Linked DNA regions of Mus musculus: all the other regions are linked to region 1. A link is a contact called in public promoter capture Hi-C data. All regions are on one chromosome and are shown on one strand. The core of a region is the stretch at or near the end of the contact, and the rest is flanking DNA. Distances in the headings are between cores, read along the strand shown. Region 1 holds the start of Tom1l2 (target of myb1-like 2 (chicken)). Region 2 holds the start of Iba57 (IBA57 homolog, iron-sulfur cluster assembly). Region 3 holds the start of H3f4 (H3.4 histone).

Region 1 (4,341 bases), core at 1,203-3,702:
GGAGTGAGGCTAGCCAGGAGTGGTGGTGCAAGTCCTAGCGCTTGGGAGGCAGATACAAGCAGATCCCTGTGACTTTTTGAGGCCAGCCTGGTCTACATAGTATGAGGCCAGCTTGAGCTACACAGAGGGACCTGTGTCAAAACAAACAAACAAACAAACAAAAATGGAAAGGAAAGGAAGGGGAGGGGAGGGGAAAGTGAGTGACCAGAGTGGTTGTAATACAGAGGGGTGGGACATCACTAGGAACTTAGTTTATAGGAAGGTCTGAGACAAAATCTAGTTTGGAAGGTTATGCCTAAGCTAAAGTAATTGATTGACCCAATAATAGTGTTTGAAAGAGGAGTAGTGCTAAAATCAATTGCCCTCCAGAAGAATTTTGCTAGGAGAGTCAGAGGTTCGAGGCCACAGACAGCCATGAGGAGCCCTGAAGTGAGAGGGCACTAGGAGAGATTGCATCAGAATCTTGGCAGCCACATGGTGCCCAGAAGAGAAAGACAAATCTTCCAGTTCCATTAGCTCCCTCAGATCCAGAGAACAAAGGGACTTACGACTCACAGTTTTGGGGGGCGGGGGGGGGGACAACGACAGTGGTGGCTTTTAGTTCTATACCATGTGACCTGACCTGACCTAGTCTACATGACTCCTGGCACGGTGGCAGGCTTAGTTAAGAGAGTAAAGTTGCAATTCAGGTATGTCTTGGCCCAGGAATCAGGGGAAGCTGGGTTTGCTCACATCTGTAAGGAGTGAAAGAGAGAACTTTGTGAAAGCTACAAGGTCAGAGCGGCTCTCTATAACCAACCTTGTGAAAGGATACTGAAGAGGTGTGGCCTGACTTCTGAACCACACTTGAATTAAATAAATTATCCCAATATCTACTTACAAACATTGACAGGTTAGTGGGTGTATGGAACTATGAAAGCACACAGTAGGGATCTCTGTAAGAGAAATTTCTCGATTGACTAATATGAAGATTTACCAAGAGGCACGACCTCATGTCTAACACAGAATCCACTTTCTTAATCACAACTCTATTGTACCCAGCACACTAGGGACAGACATTGTCACATGTTCTCTGCCTACAGAACAAGGCCCAAAGAATCCTCCCCTATGGGGAGGATGTCAATAATTTATCCAAATGGGGGTCCCATTGACTTGCCTGATGATAGTGTCCTTGGTGAAGACCAGAGGTAGGATGTGGAGAAGCAGCAGAAAGCTTTACAAACAAATCAACCAGGTAGCCTCGTCACTGGTTTACCTGGGAAACAACAGCCTGGGTTAGCTGGACCTGAAACACTATGTAGACCCTATGAGTCCCACAGTAATGAGAATAAAAGCAACTGATGAGAATAAGTCCTTGTCGTACTCTCAGTGCACTCCACTTATTTAACTCCATGCCAGTTCTGGGAGCTATTTAAAAGGGACATCTTAGTGTCCCTACTTCCCAGATAGGGAAATTGAGGCTTGAGGTATGTGTGTATGTGGGGGGCCGGGGGGGGGGTCTGTGACCAAAGTCATAGAGTGAATTACTGACAGAGACTGAGATGGAACCTTGATATCTTTATTCTCATCGCAAACACTTCATACGGCACCAAATGAAATACCTTATTGCAGATCAAGAGGATGGATATAACAGCCAAACTCTAGAATGAGTTATCAGTGTATCGGGTACCTCTCTTTCAGTGAAACGAATCAGGCCAGGAAACTGGCTGATGGACCCTTTTCCTACTTGCTTTTGCTAGTTTAAGATTTTATACGCTCTTTTCTTTTTCAAAAGCCCGATTAAGTCTCAGTACAAGTGTAAAAATGACATGTGTGCTCATTTTACAGATGAGACGGGTCAGGTCGGAGTCCTCCAAGAAGAGTTACAAGACAGACCTCAATCATGCAACCTCTAATCTTCTGGAGCTAAACTCTTGATTCTTACCTTCCTAAGGACTGTCTCCCCTTGCAGTAGACGCTTCGTTTGGTTGCTGGGGAACCAAACACCGCCACTTGGTTGCTAAGGGGAAGTCAAGCGATAAATATCCTGGGTGAAAGTTGATTCGTCACGTGGCCATATTTCTAACACCAACCAGACTTGAAGAAAACAAACGTTTCTCCAATCAGCACAGTCAACGAGCTTCAACTTCTAGTTACGCTTTCTTTCTGCCCGCCTATGTAAACGATTGACACACCTTTTATCCAATAATAGTAAAGATTCTCTAGACTGACCAACGTGCTAATGAATCAAGAAGAACGGCCACTCGTTTGGAGGCGGGTCCGGGGGTTGTGCCGCTAGGCTGACGGAGACCCTAGTGACTTAGCTTGCTTCGTGCCCAATCGGACGCCGCGGGGTGGGTGGGACTTCACTGAGAGTGGAGTGTCGTCCAATCGGAAGTGGGCTGGTTAGACGCTGCCCAATAGAGATGCACCCAGAGGGCGAGGTCAGGCCGGGCGCTCAGCGTTCCGGAGGGTGGGGCGGGGGCAAGTGTCAGTCAGGGCAGAACGCGGCGCGGGCAGCGGAGACCCGTGGCACACAGGAGTCCGGGCTGGAACGAGGCCCGCCGAGATGGAGTTCCTGCTGGGGAATCCGTTCAGCACCCCTGTAGGGCAGTGTCTTGGTAAGGCCGCGCGTGGGGCAGGCGTCGAGTGAGCCACAGCGGCTGACCGGGCTGGTGAGATCCGCGGGCCTCCTCCCGGCACTGAAATCACCTCACGTGCGGGTTGGGCCTCTGCCAATAAGTGGTGTCATCTCAAAGGTGGACTGGGCATCCTTGTCACGAGGCCTCTGCCTGACGCTGGTGCCACCTCACCCTACAAGGAGGCTCCCCCGAGGTGCCGATTGGACTTAGAGAGGTCCCCGGCATCCCTGCCCATCAGGGCCCAGCCTTTCAAGTCTCTCCCCAGAAGTAGTGTCCATGCTAGTCTGCTTACCCTTGCGTATTGGGAGATGTCACTGCGAGTACTCTTCCCCAGGTATCTCGCTGCCTTTGCTCCCAGGGCCTCTGTCTCCCGGAGCCTTTGTGGAATGGAACTCTTTCTTCCGTCCTTGTCCCTGCTCATTGGTACCAATGGCTCTGAGGCTGGGCACTTTCCCAGAAAATGCCCCATGCTGCACGACTTCTAATTTGAGCTGCAACTCAGTCAGGCTGTAGGAGGGACTGGGATGGGGGAGGCCCTCGGGGAAAGTGACTGGCTTGGCAGGGGGATGGCGTGGCGGCAGAATCTCCTAGGCCTCCTAGGAAAGAAGGGAGGCAGGGCTGCTTTGTTGATAAGCAGTCCATTGGATCCCGGAAACTTGGACTCCAGTAGTGACTTTGCCAGGGACGCTCCTCCTGACCTTGTGCGCTTTATATTTTGACGTTCTCTTGTCTGCCACACGGGGTATTTGGAGATAAGATGTGGTGGGACTCTTCAAGTTCTAAAGTTCTGAATCTTCCTTGTTGATATTAAGCGTCTCCTTACATTGCCTCTTGCTCTCCCACTACATAAAGTGGTAGTAGAGTAATCAGAGCAGCTGTCAGTAGTGTAAGGAGTTAGAGGCGGGCCGCATGCTGCATAAGGAATGGCACTGGCCGCTGTGAAGTTTCCTTACAGAAGAAAACACTGGCAGACCAGGGAATAGTCCAGTGGTAGAGCATTAACTTAGCACACACAAAATCCTGGATTTGATCTAGGATCCAGCACTGCAAGTAATGAATAATAAAGCAATTTGGCCTTTCATCCAAGGTGGGAGCTTATGCCAACAGATCAGTCAAAAGTGCTGACTAGCTTTAAAAACAAACAAACTTGGGGCTGGAGAACTGGCTCACCGGTTAAAGACATTGGCTGTTAATCCAGATTCAGGCCCTGGCACTGCATAGTGGCTCACAACTGGCTGTAACTTCACATCCAGGGGATTGATTGCCCTCTTCTGGTGTCTTTTATATACATACCTAAACATACCATGTAAATGGTGCACAGACAGGCAAACAAAACGCCCACATATGTAACATTTTTGAAAATTAAAGTTGGGTCTGCCGGCTGGTTGAAATCATCTTTTATGAACTGGGCTCTGTACTATCCTTATGGGTCTTATAGTTCAAGCAGTAGAGACTTGCTTGTTTCTACTTTGTATATGAATTTATAGCCTACTTTTCTGTTGTTAAGCTTACAAACTTACGGAGGCTTTTTCTGTTGTTGATTGACATTTGGGAGCATTCTGTTCCTTTTGGGTTTTTTGTTTGTTTGGTTTTGGTTTTTGGCTTTTGGCTTTTTGTTTTTGTTTTTTGAGACAGGGTTTCTCGGTGTAGCCCTGGCTGTCCTGGAACTCACTTTGTAGACCAGGCTGGCCTCAAACTCAGAAATTCGCTTGCCTCTGCC
Region 2 (3,851 bases), core at 415-2,914, 1.2 Mb after region 1:
CACATCTACTTTCTTTGTAGGTTTTTCTCTCAACTGTTAATTTTCTTCTCCCCTTCCCACAAGATAGGGCTTATTTGTGTATCCCTGACTGTCTTGATACTAGCTCTGTAGACTAGCCAGGGCTTACAGAGACCTGCCTGCCTCTGCCCAGCCAATGCTGGTGTTAAAGGCATGCGCCACTACCAAGCTCCAAGTCCATTTCGAAATTCTTTTGTTAATAAGACTAAGAACACACAAAAGGAACTCCAGTTTCCCTGGTAGCAATATGATCCAGTATGCCCCAAAGACCCAAGAACAGGGACTCAAAGAGACATCCGTGTAGTTGTTTTCATAGCAACACTTTTCCTGGCTCCAAGAATTGGAGACCTCCCAAGTACCCGTTGCCAGCTCAGCACATAGGGAAAGGTAGGCATTACCGTAATAAAAAAATTTTTTTTCGATACAGGATTTCTCTGTATAGCCCTGGCTGTCCTGGAACTCACTCTGTAGACCAGGCTGGCCTCAAACTCAGAAATCCACCTGCCTCTGTCTCCCAAGTGCTGGGATTAAAGGTGTGTGCCACCATGCCCAGCTATAAAATACAATTCTTAAAAAGGGAAGGGAATTCTGATACGTGCTATACTGAGGATGGGTGCTCCATGAAGAGAGCCAGGTGCAAGAGGACAGGCACTGGTTCTCAGAGGCTTCCAACCCACAAGGGCAGAAAGCCAACTGTGGGCACCAGCGGCTGAGTGTGTGTTCTGGGAGGAGTCAACGTTCTGGAGTTGGATGATTGGGAGATAAAAAGTTCTGGAGTTGGATGATAGTGAGGGCTGCGCAGCCGTTTGAACAATGCCGATATAAATGCACTAAAAGTGGTCTCGCTGGCTGGCTTTCATCAACTTGCCACAAGCCTAGCGATATCTGGGAAGATTCAGAAAACGCCTCCATAAGCTTGGCCTCTAAACAGGTCTTGGCTTATATCACATCAATGACTGATGTGAGAGGGCCCAGCTCACTGTGGACAGGTGCTCCTGGGTCGTATCAAAAAGCAGGCTGGACAAGCCATCAGAAGCTGGCCGGTAAGAGCCCTCTTCCAGGGCTTCTGCTTCAGTTCCTGCCCTGAGTTCTCTCTGTAAGTGGGTGTGACCTGAGAGTTTTCAAATGAAGTGAACCCCTTTTCTTCCCAAGTTGCTTTTGGTCATGTTTAGTATAGCAATAACAAAGTAACAGTGGTGAAGATAATACATTTTATACTGTTCGTATTTAACCGTGAACAAGGAAATGCCTAACTTTTTTCCTCCTTTTTTTCTGGGCAGTACTGGGGATGGGAACCATGGCTTCCTGCCTGCTAGGAAATGCTCTACCACTGAGCTATCTATCTTCAACTTTTTATTCGGAGACAGGATATTCATTTTAAGTTGCACAGGCAGGTCTTGAACACGCATCCTCCTGCCTCTGCCCCCCGAGAGGCTGGCTGGGATTGCACACCAGGACCGAGGTAAGATGGCAGATTTCATGTTTACTTATTTACCACGACCACAAGCGGTTTGACCAGGAGCCAACTAAGGAAAGGGTCACCGGGTGGCTCTAGCCTTGGTGTTTATCTGGGCTTGCGCACCCATCCACTGGCTGAGGTCCCGCCCACTTTCCCCCCCACGCACGCGCGTCGCCAGCCGCCGCCGCCGCCGCCGCCGCCCGGGGCCGCTGTGGTGCCCGCCTTCACTTAGCGCCCAAGATGGCAGCGGTGGCGCTGCTTCGGGGCGCGGCTGTGGGGCGCAGAAGCCCAGCTTGGCACTGGCGGCTGAGCGGGACCGCGAGTCACTGCCTAGCCCGTGGCTTTGGCCTTCTTGGCAGCAACCCCGCGGACGGTGTGGCCTGGACTTGCTTCCGGCTGGACGGGCGCGCCTTAGTGCGCGTGCGCGGCCCGGACGCTGCACCCTTCCTGTTGGGACTATCGACCAATGAGCTGCCGCTTTCGGGGCCTCCGACCGGCGCGGCTCAGCCCTCTGCGCGTGCGGCGTATGCCCATTTCCTGAATGTGCAGGGACGCACGCTCTATGACGTCATTCTGTATGGGTGAGCTTGGGCGGGGCAGCAGGGCGGGGCAGTAGGGTCGTTAGAGTGCTGAGGGAGCAGACCTCCAGAATCCCAGGAAGGATGTCCAGGATAAGATTTCTAGGGAATACTGGCTAGACACCCTTGGGAAGAGGCATAATTAGATTATTCTGGAAATGACTTTCTGAGGACAATCTAGACTTAGGGAAGGGGTCACCTAGAGGCGGATGTCCCATGGAAGGCATCCAGGTTGCGCTAGTTACTTGCACAGAGCGTTGTGCCTGGGACCCCAACCAGTCAAGTCAGAAGCTTCTGGAGTTATTTTCAAGATGGGTGCTTCAGCTTTGTCCCTCCCTCCTCACTTCTTAGAAAGATTTCGCTGGTTCGTGGGACTTTATTCAAAAAGCCACTCTCTGCACAGCCTCTCCACAGTGACAGATTGTCCCAGTGTTCTGAGAATCCAGTTTTTCCCTTATTTCTGGTTCCTCTTTGCAGTGCCAGCTGTTTGCCTGTATGGTCTCATTATCTATACAGCAGACCTGACTGTGACTGTAAATAGTGTTTGCTGGCCAGTCTGGGCAGGGCCTGCGTCTATAGCATTGAGTCTTCAGCTGCTCACCTTTATAGGATCTAAGTCGTGAAGTCTCAGCATTGTCTAGTAGGCATGTGAAGACCCGCCCTCCCTATCCTGTCCCTGAGCTGTCCCTTGACTCCTACCAAAGTCCAGGCCTGGCTGCCTGTCTCAGCTACCCGGTGTCTTTCCAAGTTGGTTTTTGGTGAGCCTCTTCAGTAGCCCCTAGATGCTCATTGGGAGTATATGGGGAATCCTCATATCTGGAGAACAGTTCCTGAACCCCTGAGGGTAGCTATTCCAGGATGAGAGTGGTGGATGAGAATTGACAGCCATGGCACCACTATCCAGTAGTTGTCTGCATTCTGTGGGGGGAAATCTAGAGTGCCTGTCTCCAGGTGCTGAAAGGCCACAGTGATGTGCTTCCTAGAGATCCTTTTCCCACATTACTTCGCTTAGTGAATCTCTGAATCTAGAACTGTGTCAGCAAATGACAACCCATGGGCCAGACCCACTGTGATGCTTTGGCATATAGAGTTCTGTGTGAACCCTGGGATGGTGTCTTCCAGGCAGTGTTCGGGCTGTGGTGACTCAGGGCCTTAAGCCTAAGCCAGTCATTGCCCTTTGTAGAAAACATGCATGGACTCCATACTGGAGCCTTGGATCTGCCTGTGTTTCCAGGTCGCCATCATCTCTCCATGTTACCAATAGGCAGCTGGAGTTGATTCAAGCGCTAGTCTTTGGTGGCTTCCATTCCTCATGGTGATTGGCAGTGGTTGCTAGTATAGAAGCAGTTGCCCTCTCGTGTTAAAGACCCTAAGCGTCTTCAGCCTTGGTCCTGCATGTGTTTACAGGTCTTGTGGACCTCATATAGGGATTCCTCTAGTCTTGGCAGCAGCCAGTGTTACAGCTCTTGTACGGGCTATGGAAGTTGAGATTCCTTAGCTGTTGATACCAGCTGTTGTCACTGCTCCTCTACACAGGGTCTCAGACCCTTGGCTCTGAAGGTTTGATTGGCAGCTCCCTGGACTCTTCAGTGACTTGGGTCTGCAGTTTCTCTTCTCTGGCTCTTTGTAATCGTTTCTCCTTCTTCAGTCTCAGCTTGCTATCACTCTCTGTCTGCCATCTTTCTTCCTGCCCAGGCTGTTGTTGAACTGCTCAGCTGTCGCTTCAGCTGTCAGACAGCTGGCAGGCTTGCCTTCCCTGCAGCTTTGGCTTGTCAACTGCTCAGCTGCTGCCGCCA
Region 3 (4,347 bases), core at 1,511-4,010, 1.4 Mb after region 1:
CACAGGCATGTGAACATGGATGCACTCTGAAGGCACATACAGCATGCACACGTGCACAAGAACACACATGCATGCATCCCTCAAGTCCAAGTCCTGCTAACGCAGGCGGTGGAGACCCTGAACTGCCCCTAATTCTGCTTCCCAAGGTCCTTTTTGAGAATTTGGGAATGAGGTCGACTCTCAGTGCTCCCCATCTTGTTCTCTCCTCTGAATCCTGAAAGCCAAGCATCTTCGGATATTCCAGAGTGGCTGCCATGTTAATTTCATCTGAACTTTCTATGAGCAGAGCACAGGGCATTACCTTCTCCCGACCCAATCTCAAGAGTCTCACCACCTAGTCAGAACCACCTAGTCTGACCTAGTCTGACCACCTAGTCAGAACCAGGGCCAAAGGGCCCTGGCTTCCCTAGAGCAGAGACAGACATCAGGGTTCTTGGGTCATCTAAGGTCAATGAGGGCTCATCCAGGAGACCCACGTAATCAGAGTGGTCCACGGTTTGAAGCTTATGGTTTGACTTTGGTGGGGACAGGAGAAGGAACCCCCTAGTCTCGACCCAGACAGTGAGTGAGCGAGCGAATTCTCTGGACGGTGGTTACTCACAAGGAAGGAGCCTTGCACTGCGCCAGGTGCCAGGGGCAAGTGCGCCGCATGGGGGAAAGGCTGGGTTTGTGCTACAGCACTAGGGAAGACCAGGAGCTGGGGCAGAGGGCCATTGTGGCGTCAACTCACGCAGGCAGGTTGCTTGGCAGAGATGCCGCGGGGGCGGGGCTGAGGCTGCTACACCGAAGGGAGGAGGCGGGGGCTTCGTTGCTTAGGGTGGAGCCAGGGAGAAGGGGGCGGTGACAGAAATATGGCTTCGCTAGACCATATTTGTGGGACCAATAAATAGATCAATAGGGCAAAGAGATTAGGTGGAGACTCAGGTGGGGAATGCAGGGAAAATGTGGTCGGGTTTGCATGGATTGAGGCTAGGAAAATGAAAAGGGGGCAATTTAGAAATTAGCAACTCAAAGTTGGGAGGTGGTGATCCCTGCCTTTAATTTCAGCACTCGGGAGGCGGAGGCAGAGGCAGGCTCATCTCTGAATTTGAGGCCAGAGGGAGTTCCAGGACAGCCAAGGCTACACAAACAGTCTTTAGACTCACCCACCCCCCCATCCTGCCCCCCTCTACCTCCCCTCTGCCTCCTTGCCCTCCCCTGCTCCCCCATCCCTGGGCTTGGAGACATAATGGGCTTCAAAACTCTTCAGTTGCATACTTATATTATATGCACACCCTAGGAGTAATTTATGTATTTAACATTGGCATTAATGAGTGATTCCACTACAAAGGAGAGGTAAAGTTTTCTGTGTTAACCTCACAGGCTTATTCAGGCTATTCCCCTCAGCCCTCCACTAATGCAGTTCAGTTAACCATCTCGGGTTCCTCCCAGTTTGATTTCTGATCAAGCCGGTTAGTCTCCATGCCGGTCATCTCTGAACACCACCCTTTTTGTATGGCTCAGAAGTCATACAGTACTGGACAGTATGAAAAACCAAGGCTCAGAGAATTAAACTCCAGCGCAAAACATCCTTTTGATAAGAGAGGTTCCTATTGCTTACAACTCAGGTTGAGTCAAGACAACAGCTAGACTTTCGTACCCTACAGGAATCGTTTAAGACAGGATTCTCTGGATGTGTCCCCTGGAAATATGTAAGTTAACACTTTCCTGACTCTTTTGCTGCCGCCGTTAACAGATGGGCAAAATTAACTTTAATCAAAGGCAGTTCACTGGGCTTTCCATCAGGAGAAAGGCCAACTTTTCAAGTACAGGAATAGCTAGCCTTTTTAATACCAGGCATTATGAGCCTTAAAACACAAAACATAAGTAACTTGGTTACTGAGCAGATGCGTTTGGATACTATCAACTATGCAAACATAGCACGTTTACTGCCGGTAGGAGCTACCTTCACTTGGTAAAACCAGTCAGCAACACAACCATCATCTTGTAGTACAAGGGCTCAGGCCACTATACCTATCAAGGGAAGGCAGGTTAGAATAGGACGGAGCTGCAAGTCAAATAGCTCAATGGGCAAGGATTAGCTGCTAAGCCCTCTAGACTGATCTGGGGAGACACTTCGATTGCCGGCCACCTTGTCTTCACCTCCTGAGGAGACAGGACACCTAAGTCTACGTTACAGACACTTTTTCTGACTCTGTGGGTGGCTCTGAAAAGAGCCGTTGGGTTCATGAGCGGTGCCTGTGGGAGCCTAAGCCCGTTCTCCGCGGATGCGCCGAGCCAACTGGATGTCTTTGGGCATGATGGTCACCCGCTTGGCGTGGATAGCGCACAGGTTCGTGTCTTCGAACAGCCCCACGAGGTACGACTCGCAGGCCTCCTGCAGCGCCATCACCGCGGAGCTCTGGAAGCGCAGGTCGGTCTTGAAGTCCTGGGCGATCTCACGCACCAAGCGCTGGAATGGCAACTTGCGAATCAGCAGCTCGGTGGACTTCTGGTAGCGCCGGATCTCGCGCAGCGCCACCGTGCCAGGGTGGTAGCGGTGCGGCTTCTTCACGCCCCCGGTGGCCGGGGCGCTCTTGCGGGCCACCTTCGTGGCTAGCTGCTTGCGCGGAGCCTTGCCTCCCGTCGACTTCCGTGCCGTCTGCTTGGTGCGTGCCATCTTCCTGAATCGTCCGCCTCCCTTGCTCCTCAGGTGCACAATGTGGGGGGCGAGTAGCACTGCTTTTATAGACCCAGCTACATTCCTATTGGCTGCCCACCAGGTGGCATTATGGGATGCTGCACTCTGATTGGTCCATTGGGGGATTGACTTTACACCCTGCCTCTTATATTCTCTCTGAGTGGTGTGGACTCTGGAACTGTTAGTTGCGGCTCGGTAGGAGGGCAGCGGGGTCTGTGGAAAAAACTCAAGTCGCTTTCTTGGAGCTTTTATTGTTGTTGTTAAATAAAAAAACAAAACAATCTTGCCTCGACTCCCAAGACACAAAGAACCTTCTAGAACCTTTCTGCATGCTTCCTTTATATAACAACGAGGCATAGTTTTCCTGAGTTCTGGAATACTAAAAAAACATCCACCTGGTCTGAGGACGCCCCTGGGGGCGAGGGCTGGAGGTAGCTCAGCAGTTAAGCTTAATTCCAGGACTCGGGAGGCAAAGGATGGTGGATATCTGTGTGTTTGAGGTTAGCCAGGGCTACATAGTATTAACACTATTTTTTAAAAATAGGGAGGGGTAGAGATGGAAAAAAATAAAGAGAAAAACGAAAAGAAATTGTGTCGTTTGCTGGAACAATGGAAAGAACTCAAGATCACAGTGTTAAGTAAGCTGGATCCAGGCAGGAAGAAAAGCATGGCATGGGTTCTCTAGCATGTGGAAGCTAGATTAAAAAAAAAAAAAAAAAAAAAGCATAAAAATGGGGTCGGGGTGGTATTTATAGAGAGAAAGGGACCAGAGGGAAGAGGAAAAAAAGGGGAGAGCTGGTGTGTGTGTGTGTGTGTGTGTGTGTGTGTGTGTGTGTGTGTGTGTGAAGTTATCAAAATGAAACCCATTACTAAGCACAGTTAACGTACGTTAATTAAAAAAAAAAAAAAACTAGAAGATATGACTCAAAGAACAGTAGTCCATGCTTATAACTTCAGTACTCGGTAGCTGAATCAGAAGGATAATAATTTTGAGGCTTAGAGTACACTGAAATGACGCTTTATCAAACAAAATAAAACATCTTTAGATCTGAAAGAAAATTAGGAAAAAAAAAAAAAAAAGGATTTCTGAAGCAAAGGCTTTCAAGGATAACATGGGCTGTATTCAAGGATTCCCCCAAAGGTCACAATCAGGGTATCAAACAATAGTAATAATGATTATTTAGATCACGTCAGAGGATGAGAAATGTCGTCCACATAATTTCAAAAAACGTGAGTCCAGAAAAGGATAGAAATCAAACTGTGGTGCATCTTTACGGATTTGGTTAAAAAATAGAACTCACTGACAATCATGGTGTTTTGCTTCCAAACGTGTATGTGTAGTTTAAACTGACGCCGGTGAACGCCAAAGCGGGGAATCCCGAGCCCGTGCCTGCGGTGTGCGGTCGCGGGTAGGCGCTACGCCAACCGGAGGACGTGGGTCGTCCATTGGTGGTGCCCAGGAACCGGGACGTCCCGGCCCGCGCCACTCTCTAGTGCCAGCTTATGGATACAGTGACAGGGAAAATAGCTTCACGTTCAGAAAGAACCGAAACTCTTGCCTCTGGGAATGTACGACCCTGTGAGACATCGGCGACACACACAGGGCTTGAAATTCTGAGGGAGCCAGGGAGGAAGGAGCTGTCCATCTTGCACCTCACACAGCCAAT

The links. Promoter capture Hi-C pulls out the DNA fragments that hold promoters and counts their contacts.
Region 2: a contact with region 1 is called in a promoter capture Hi-C map of pre-B cells, with 5 times the contacts expected there. The contact joins the promoter of Iba57 here to the promoter of Tom1l2 in region 1.
Region 3: a promoter capture Hi-C map of pre-B cells shows a contact between it and region 1, with 8 times the contacts expected there. The contact joins the promoter of H3f4 here to the promoter of Tom1l2 in region 1. A contact is called at or near these places in 2 of 39 promoter capture datasets (hippocampal neurons and pre-B cells) and 2 of 9 other capture datasets (adipose tissue and liver).

What each region holds. Positions count from the first base shown.
Region 1 is chr11:60,351,016-60,355,356 of GRCm38.p6, reverse strand. It overlaps Tom1l2 (target of myb1-like 2 (chicken)), which reads left to right and starts at 2,452. Exons shown (of 15, transcript NM_153080.3): 1 at 2,452-2,600. The coding sequence starts at 2,549. It overlaps Drc3 (dynein regulatory complex subunit 3), which reads right to left and starts at 1,977. Exons shown (of 14, transcript NM_029044.2): 1 at 1,925-1,977; 2 at 1,157-1,255.
Region 2 is chr11:59,161,558-59,165,408 of GRCm38.p6, reverse strand. It overlaps Iba57 (IBA57 homolog, iron-sulfur cluster assembly), which reads left to right and starts at 1,664. Exons shown (of 3, transcript NM_173785.6): 1 at 1,664-2,058. The coding sequence starts at 1,718.
Region 3 is chr11:58,960,124-58,964,470 of GRCm38.p6, reverse strand. H3f4 (H3.4 histone) reads right to left here and starts at 2,760. Exons shown (of 1, transcript NM_001318003.2): 1 at 2,198-2,760. The coding sequence starts at 2,659. The coding sequence ends at 2,249. Trim17 (tripartite motif-containing 17) reads right to left here and starts at 690. Exons shown (of 7, transcript NM_031172.3): 1 at 602-690.